2 separate regions of the Sus scrofa genome follow, and region 1 is linked to region 2. Evidence: chromatin contacts called from public HiChIP or PLAC-seq data. All regions are on one chromosome and are shown on one strand. The core of a region is the stretch at or near the end of the contact, and the rest is flanking DNA. Distances in the headings are between cores, read along the strand shown.

Region 1 (3,803 bases), core at 185-2,684, 180 kb after region 2:
GTGAATCAGAAAAACCCTTTCACTTGGCCATAGTCATTGGATTAGGACGAGGCATAGGACTGGGAGTTTGGGATTGGCACATGCACCCTGAATATATGGAATGATTGTCCAGTGGGGACCTGCTGTAGAGCACAGAGAACTCTGCCTGATGTCCTGCAATCATCTATGTGAGAAAAGCGTCTGAAAAAGAATGGATGTGTGTACATGTATAACTGAATCACTTTGTTGTACAGCAGAAATTATCACAACCTTGTGAATCAACTATACTTCAATAAAACTTTATAAAATAAAAAAACATGCAAAAATTAATGACAAAATTTAAAAAAAAAAATAAAGAGAGGACTCAAGTGGAGCAAATGTGGCCAGAAAACTTCTGGGCTGGGCTTCGGGAAGCGCATCTTCTTTGCTCCTTTAGGAGAACTACTGGGAATACAAATTGTTCTGACTTATGATGGTTTGACTTAATTTTTTTACTTTTATGAGAATGTGGAAGTGATCCACATGCAATAGAAAACTAGGAAACTTTGAATTTTGAATTTTATTTTTTTTCCCCTTCCAATACTATGTGGTACAGCCCTCTGTGGTGACACTGGGCAGTGGCAGCTCCCAGTCAACCATGCGATCCTGAGAATAAAGAACCGATCCAGTTATAACAATTGCGTCCCCAGACACCCACTCTGTTTTCACTTTCAGTACAATATTTAACAAATCACATGAGATAGTCCACACTTTATTATAAAATAGGCTTATATTAGATGATTAATCTACATGTTCTGACCACGTTTAAAGCAGAAGGAGCTAAACTATCATGTTTGGTAAGTTAGGTGTATTAAATGTATTTTCAATTTATGATATTTTCAAATTATGATGGGGTTATCAGGACTTAGTCTCACGGTAAGTTAAAGAAGATCAGTGGTGCTCTCTCTTCCGGAACCAAGACATGCAGCCTCAACACTGTTGGCTGCCAAATTGGGAACGGAAGGAAAAATCAGCCTTTAGATTAAGCCAACACTACAGAAAACAAACATGGAGAAGCAAATGTACTAAACCCCATTTTAAATCTTCTCTAACTTGGGGCCAATAAGTCGTGCAGAATTTTGATTTTTTTAAAAAAAAATCTTTTGTGCCACTTAAATGGGTTTTTCTATAACTGGGACATTCTTGTTCGTAAAAGTATCTTAACTGCTAAAAGCCTGTCGTCCGTGGCAGTGACCATCAGGACAAAGGTAGAAAATTAGATGACCCTTCCAGTCTTTTCATTTTTAGGATTCCCTCTCACCCTTCGTTTGTTAAGAAAATCTCAAGCCTGCAAACAGCATGCTGATGACTGAATAAAAATGACAAAAACAGCACAAGAGTCAAGTGACTCCCCCAGAGTCCCCTGACAGCTTTTCTCCCTTCCTCTCTGTTGCCTGCCTGTCTCTGGCTGCCAAGAATTTGCTGTTTGCTTCTCACTTCCCTCATCCAATCCACACTGAGAAGTTAACATGCCCAGCAAGCTCCAGAACAGAAAGCAAATGTCGGCACACATTTTCCCATGAATGAAAATAACCTACCCGCTCCGAGTGGCCTCTACTTTCCAGGGCTGAGATCATATTGGGTTGGGTGGGGAATTCCTCAGTCTTTCAGCTAATGGCTTTGGGGTTTTGCACGAGCCACATGCTCCTGGCTTTAATGTTGCCACTGTGGATGAGAACTTGTCATGTTGTATAATATTACACAGTTACTCCAAAGCAGCTTTCCTGACTAAGTGACAGCATTTGACATGTCTCTAATATTGACAGTAGTGGTGACTTTCAAGTGTTCTATTTATTTCAGGTAGAAAGGGAGCAGAGGGTTTTAAATAAAATAAACATGTGCAAAGGAAACTTGTGGTTTAGTGGAGTAAAAATGTCAAGGGAGTCTGAATAGTTGCTCTGCTATTTTCTAATCATGGACCATTGGGCAAGTTTAGAGACTCAGTATCTGTCTATAGAATGGAAACGGTGATAATGTCCACCTCGAAGCATCAAAATCCCATTATCCAATGTGTCTAAGTGTCTTGTGCGATGCCCAGCTCACTGTAGACAATAATGCTGTAGCTATTAATTGGGATTCCTGCCATGTCCATAACCTTTTCTAAGCAAACAGCCATAATCCAGCATTTAACGCCGAGAATCCTTAGGCAACACTGATTCCACCATAAGGCTTGGCTACCTTGGCCACAGAGGATCCTGCCGTTGGTCACCAGGCTCAACACAGGTGACCTATGAGGCAGCCAAGAATTATGACCTGGCAGGTGCCTAAATCTGAACTACTTCGAAGAGTCTGACAGACTCTAGCTGGAAGCCTGAAAAATTCAGGGAGCTAGTGGCAAGAATCGAAACTGACAGGATTTACAGAGAGAAGCCATGATGTTAAGCAAAGGCATGAAGAAGTGCTGAGGTTATGAGAAAGGAGAGTGTAAGCAAATGGGCATAGTTCAGAAATATTCATGGATGGAAGGATCAATGAGTTTTTGGTGAGGGAAGCAGACAGACCTAGAGAGAATCAGAACTATTAAGAGGAGCTAGGTTGCAAGAAGGGCAAAGCAGAAGTAGGAGGCCAGAGACCCTGTCCGCTGAGACCCTGGTGACTTCCAGAAGATCGTCCAGAGGTAGGAAGGATGGTCCTGGAAGAGACCGTGTGGTCCAGAGGTAGGATGGTCCTGGTGGCATTGTTAATGATACAGTCTGGAATAAGAATAGGAGGGCTCAAGCCCTGTGTATCTCACTTACCATCGATGAGGATTTAAGCAAGTTACTCAACCTCTTTATTGACTCAATTTCTTCATCTGTAAAATGGGGAAACAACAGGACTCACCATTAAAGCCATTAGGCAAAATAAATAAATTAATACATGGGAAGGCCTGCAATGCCACTGGCACATAGTTTTTTTTCCAATAAGTAAATATTAGCCATTATTAGCTATTATCAACTATGCCTCAGCTGCCATAAAACTGACATATTTAGCAGCCCCTCAGTTCCAATATAACTCCTCTTTCCCTTTTGGTCAAATGTTTCTTATAATTAACATCACTGTCAATCAGGAGAGTCCACCTAAATATCTATTATCAGTTTTATTTGAAGAACAAGATAAAAAACAGTAAGAGAGACCAGAAGGAGATAAAACGCTTAATTCAACAGTCATGGTTACCTTTCTTTGTGTCCCAGCAATTTCTTGTGTGATTCATTCATTCATTGATATTATTTGTTTATTCATCTATTCATTTTTCAAAAATGTATTAAATTGCTACTATGCTGGAAATTCAATAAAACAAAGCAAAACAAAACAGATTCAGCCCCTGTATTTGTGGAGCTTTAAGATCTTGTGGCATTATGCAAATATTGAAGAAGGATCAGTTTTAAGCTGACATCTGAAGATGAAAAATCTGTTTACACCCTCACCTCATTTAGACAGGGACTCAAAGACTCTTTTTTGGTGAGTTCTTGCCTAAGCAACTTTATTATCAGGATAAGATAGGTGACATGGTAGTAAATGAAGAAATTAATACTTATGGTTTAAAACAAAAAAAAAAATATATATATATTTCTTGCTCATATTATGCCTCCAAAGTGGGGGGGGGGGGGAGTTGGCCAGGCAGCCTGCATCTCATGCAACTACTGAGGTCGATGAAGACACTACCATCTTTGATTGGCAGTATCTAGATCATGCAGGCTACATGGCCTCAGAGGCAGAGGAGGAATGTACAGCTTCTTAGAGTTCCCACTGTTGTGCAACAGGATTGGCGGTGACTTTGCAGCACTAGAACACAGGTTTGATAC
Region 2 (3,669 bases), core at 1,008-3,507:
TTCTCCTAATGTTATCATTTTACATTATCATCTTACACTTTAAAACTAGGAAGCTAAAGTTGGCATATTACCCTTTAACTAAACTCCAGACTACAAAGACCCAATCCAGACCTCTATTTTGCATTTATTGTCATATTTCCTGGTTTCATCCGTTCTGTGACATTTTCTCAGTTTTTCTTAGTTTTTCATGACCTTAGCAGTTTTGAGCTCTCCTGGTCAAGTATTGTACAGAATATTCCTCAAATGTGACATCTGATATATCTCACGATTAGAATGAGGTTACAGGTTTGGGAAAGAAACACCACAGAAGCGAAGATCCTTCTTATCATATCACATCAGAGAATACCTGACATCCGTATGTCATCATTGATGATATTGATTTGATCACAGTAGTGCTTGCCAGTTTTCTCCACTACAAAGTTACTATTTTTTTCCCTTTTTATATTCTATTCATTGGAAGTGAGTCACTAAGTCCAATCCACATTCAAAAGTAAGGATGTATCTTTGTGTCGCAGGAAAAATTTGTCTATTTTCCTCTACTTACTGATTTATTGATTTAATAATTTTTGTATCATATGGATATGTATATTTTTATACCATACGTTTGGCTATAATTCAATATTCCATTATTTTTTTGTTCAAATAGTTCTAGACTTGGTCACTGGGAGCTCTTTCCTGTTGCCTTCTATGCCCTTTTGACACGACCGCCTCCTTGTATTTTTAGCCACTTCTTTTCTAGTATTTTCAAATATTGTACTTTCAAAGATGAAAAAAAAAAGTAATAACAGCTGAAAAATGTTTAGGTTTTTCTAACACTATGCCCTCTATGAAAGCAGAACATTTGTCATTGGTTTCAATTACTTACTACAGCAAAGATGCCTGGGGATAGCTATTTAATTGGGTTAAGATGCTCTGTTAAAGGTTTTTTGGTTTTTTTTTTTTTTTTTTCAATCTAGCTCAAGGCAGTCCTATGCTTCTGAGTTTCCCAAGGCCAATCTACATAATTTCTTTGAATTCCTTATTCTATTATAGACACCACTGTTGTCTGCCACAAAACAAGCAAATGTATCTGAACATGCCCTTCCTTACATTAATGTACATATCTATCTTTGACTTAATTTTTTTACATTTAGTTATACTATTCTCTAGGGAAACTATAGTTCCCCAAAATATTTTTTAGTCAATCATAGGCAAATATAAAAGATAAATTATATGTTAAAATGGATGATGGGAAACTCCAGAGTGAATCAGACAGTAGAAGAACAGATAGTCAATATTTTTACATTTGTATCCTTTCTGGTGTTCCCATGATTCATAATATATGAAGAGGCTGAGAAGTCAAACCATGAGCCTATGTAAATGTATCTCCATATATATATAAATGTATATATGGATATCCATATGGATCTGTGTAATATAAAATTTTTACATGAATAGGATCTCCTGCATATGTGACTCAAAGAAGATGATATAATATTTAAGATTAAACAAAGTTAGGAGTTCCCTGGTGGCTTATTGGTTAAGGATTAACTATTGTCACTGCTGCGGCTTGGGTTCAATCACTGGCCTGGGAAATTTTGCATGCCACAGACAAGTCCCACCCCCAAAAAAAGATTAAACTAAGGTAAAAAATCAGTATTGGCCATAATCACTGGTATCTACTTTATGTACGTATATACACACACACACATACTTAGAAACTTTTCCATTAAACTATATAGTTACCTATGTTACTATTATAAAATACAATTTCTGAAGAATTCTTTTTCCTATACCATTTTATTTAGTCAAATGCTTTGGTTAATATTAACATTAACCTATTCCAGATGTCAACAATTAAGTTCAATGCAACAAAACATTTAGTCAGGCACTTTCCTCTGAGTGCGAATAAGAAGACTTTACATAAACATGTGTAGTGGATTTTGAGTCTATCTTAAGATAAAATAGTTGTGTTTAGTGACTAAACATATCATTACGCAGATGCCTGCTCCCCTTTTGCAGCTGTTCTTGCTGTTTTGGTGCTACGTAGCCCCTTGCTTGTCTTTCTTGTGGCTCTCACTTAATGTTGCGCTCTTTGGGGGGAAATCTGCAGATGAGGGGTTCTGGCTGATGTTGTAATGCGCCTGCAGAAAGCTAAGCTTGCATTGTAATGAGGTCAGATTTCATTTCTAAGCAAGGTCACGCTCCAGGGTTGGTAGAACTCCAAGGAAAATCAAAGTGCTGACAGAAACATCTAAAAGGTGGTGATTCAGTAGGTGGCACTCTTTCCTCCCTACAAATTCTGTTGTCAAACCTCACAGAGGTTCAGTCTGCCTTTCAGAGTAGATTTACAATATGCCCTCTTTTGACCATGAGGGAACTTGGAATAGAATAGTTTACTGGCGGAGTTGGGGGTTGTTGGTTTGCAGTTTTCTTCAGGAAACAAGAGTGTTGCCTTTAACCCCTGTGTCCTAGATATACATGAATTCTCTATTTTTGTTTGTCTTTACCTAGAATTTCAGCTTGATGAGCTGGGCTAGCCATGCAAGCATACATGCTGCTGAAAATCTGTATTCTGTTTTCTTACCTGTGTGTGAATTTTCTACATTCTGATTATTTCTAAAATTATCGTTCAGTTCCTAGAGTTGCACAGACCACAAAACTAGCCTGCCTTATGGAAGTTTCAAATTGCAATGACTACCAAAAAAGACAAATACTGATTTCATTGCTTTTTGTTCATGAGTTTGAGACCTAGTGCTTTCATTAAACAAAATGTAAACTAGGATCCAGAGAATAGATTTATTAATGAATTAGACTTCATTCCAAAACTCTTCTTTTCCTCAAATGTAAAATGAAAGAAAAAAATGGAGCTGGTACTATTCCACAGCAAAAGTCACAACAGAGCGTGTTTATCCCACTTTATAAAGAACACACTGGAACTATGAGAAACCATCCGTAATGTCTCATTTAGACTGAAGATCAGTAATGGAGAGATTGGGACTCCCTCCCTGCCTCGTCACACGAGAAAGTGCTGGACAAGTAGAAATCATTTAAAATTAGTTGTCGTTTCTCCTATCAGATTTTTACGTTATCTTTTGAAAAATTTTCTTCTTTGTCTTTCTCTGCTTACATTAGAGTTTTACTTGTCCTGTGACCTGGCTTTTGTCAAAGTATACAAAGAATGTCAGGTGTGACTGAACTTGGAACTTACAAGAGCAAAGGAGTGTAAGTAAATTCATTTGAGGTTCCATTAGTTCAGCCTGGAAAGGTTGCCTGCATGTGATCATTTGACATTTACTCAGTATCCACAGAATGCTGTGCAGAAAAAAAGGACTTTACACACATTCACAGGCACACACGGACTCATACACATATACAAACACAAACACACACACACACACACACACACACACACACACTCAGGGCTCCACTGAGTGAGATCAACTCTTAACCAGCTCCAAAGAGAAATGAAAGATACAAATTTCCCAAGATAAACATGTAAACCATCTCCTGCCTTTAGTAATGTTGTTTGAACCCCTTAAATAGCTTTATTTGGACCCCTCAAATCCTCCCACCAATTAAGTTTTAACACACCAAGCAGTGCCAACCATAAACTCCAGTCACAAAATTATATGATCTGCAAATCTCCCCTAAACTCCTTTGGCTCCTATTCCTAGAACAATACTGTGC

The links. HiChIP or PLAC-seq counts read pairs in DNA pulled down with a chosen protein or histone mark.
Region 1: a contact with region 2 is called in an H3K27ac HiChIP or PLAC-seq map of skeletal muscle, with 4 times the contacts expected there. The contact joins two enhancer-like sites. A contact is called at or near these places in 2 of 47 Hi-C or Micro-C datasets (epiblast stem cells and psoas muscle) and 1 of 2 datasets of contacts at active chromatin or transcription factors (skeletal muscle).

Annotation. Positions count from the first base shown.
Region 1 is chr8:17,753,562-17,757,364 of Sscrofa11.1, forward strand. It overlaps LOC110262067 (a long non-coding RNA gene), which reads right to left. Exons shown (of 3, transcript XR_002346588.1): 2 at 1,557-2,812. Among named protein-coding and RNA genes, the nearest start is that of PPARGC1A, 190 kb to the right of the region's middle. Within about 2 kb of position 1,435, at least 1 of the 83 cell types and tissues checked has an H3K27ac peak or open chromatin away from gene starts, as enhancers often do. A contact at or near this core is called in skeletal muscle, where this site is marked.
Region 2 is chr8:17,574,909-17,578,577 of Sscrofa11.1, forward strand. No RefSeq gene overlaps it. Among named protein-coding and RNA genes, the nearest start is that of PPARGC1A, 370 kb to the right of the region's middle. Within about 2 kb of position 2,258, at least 2 of the 83 cell types and tissues checked have an H3K27ac peak or open chromatin away from gene starts, as enhancers often do. A contact at or near this core is called in skeletal muscle, where this site is marked.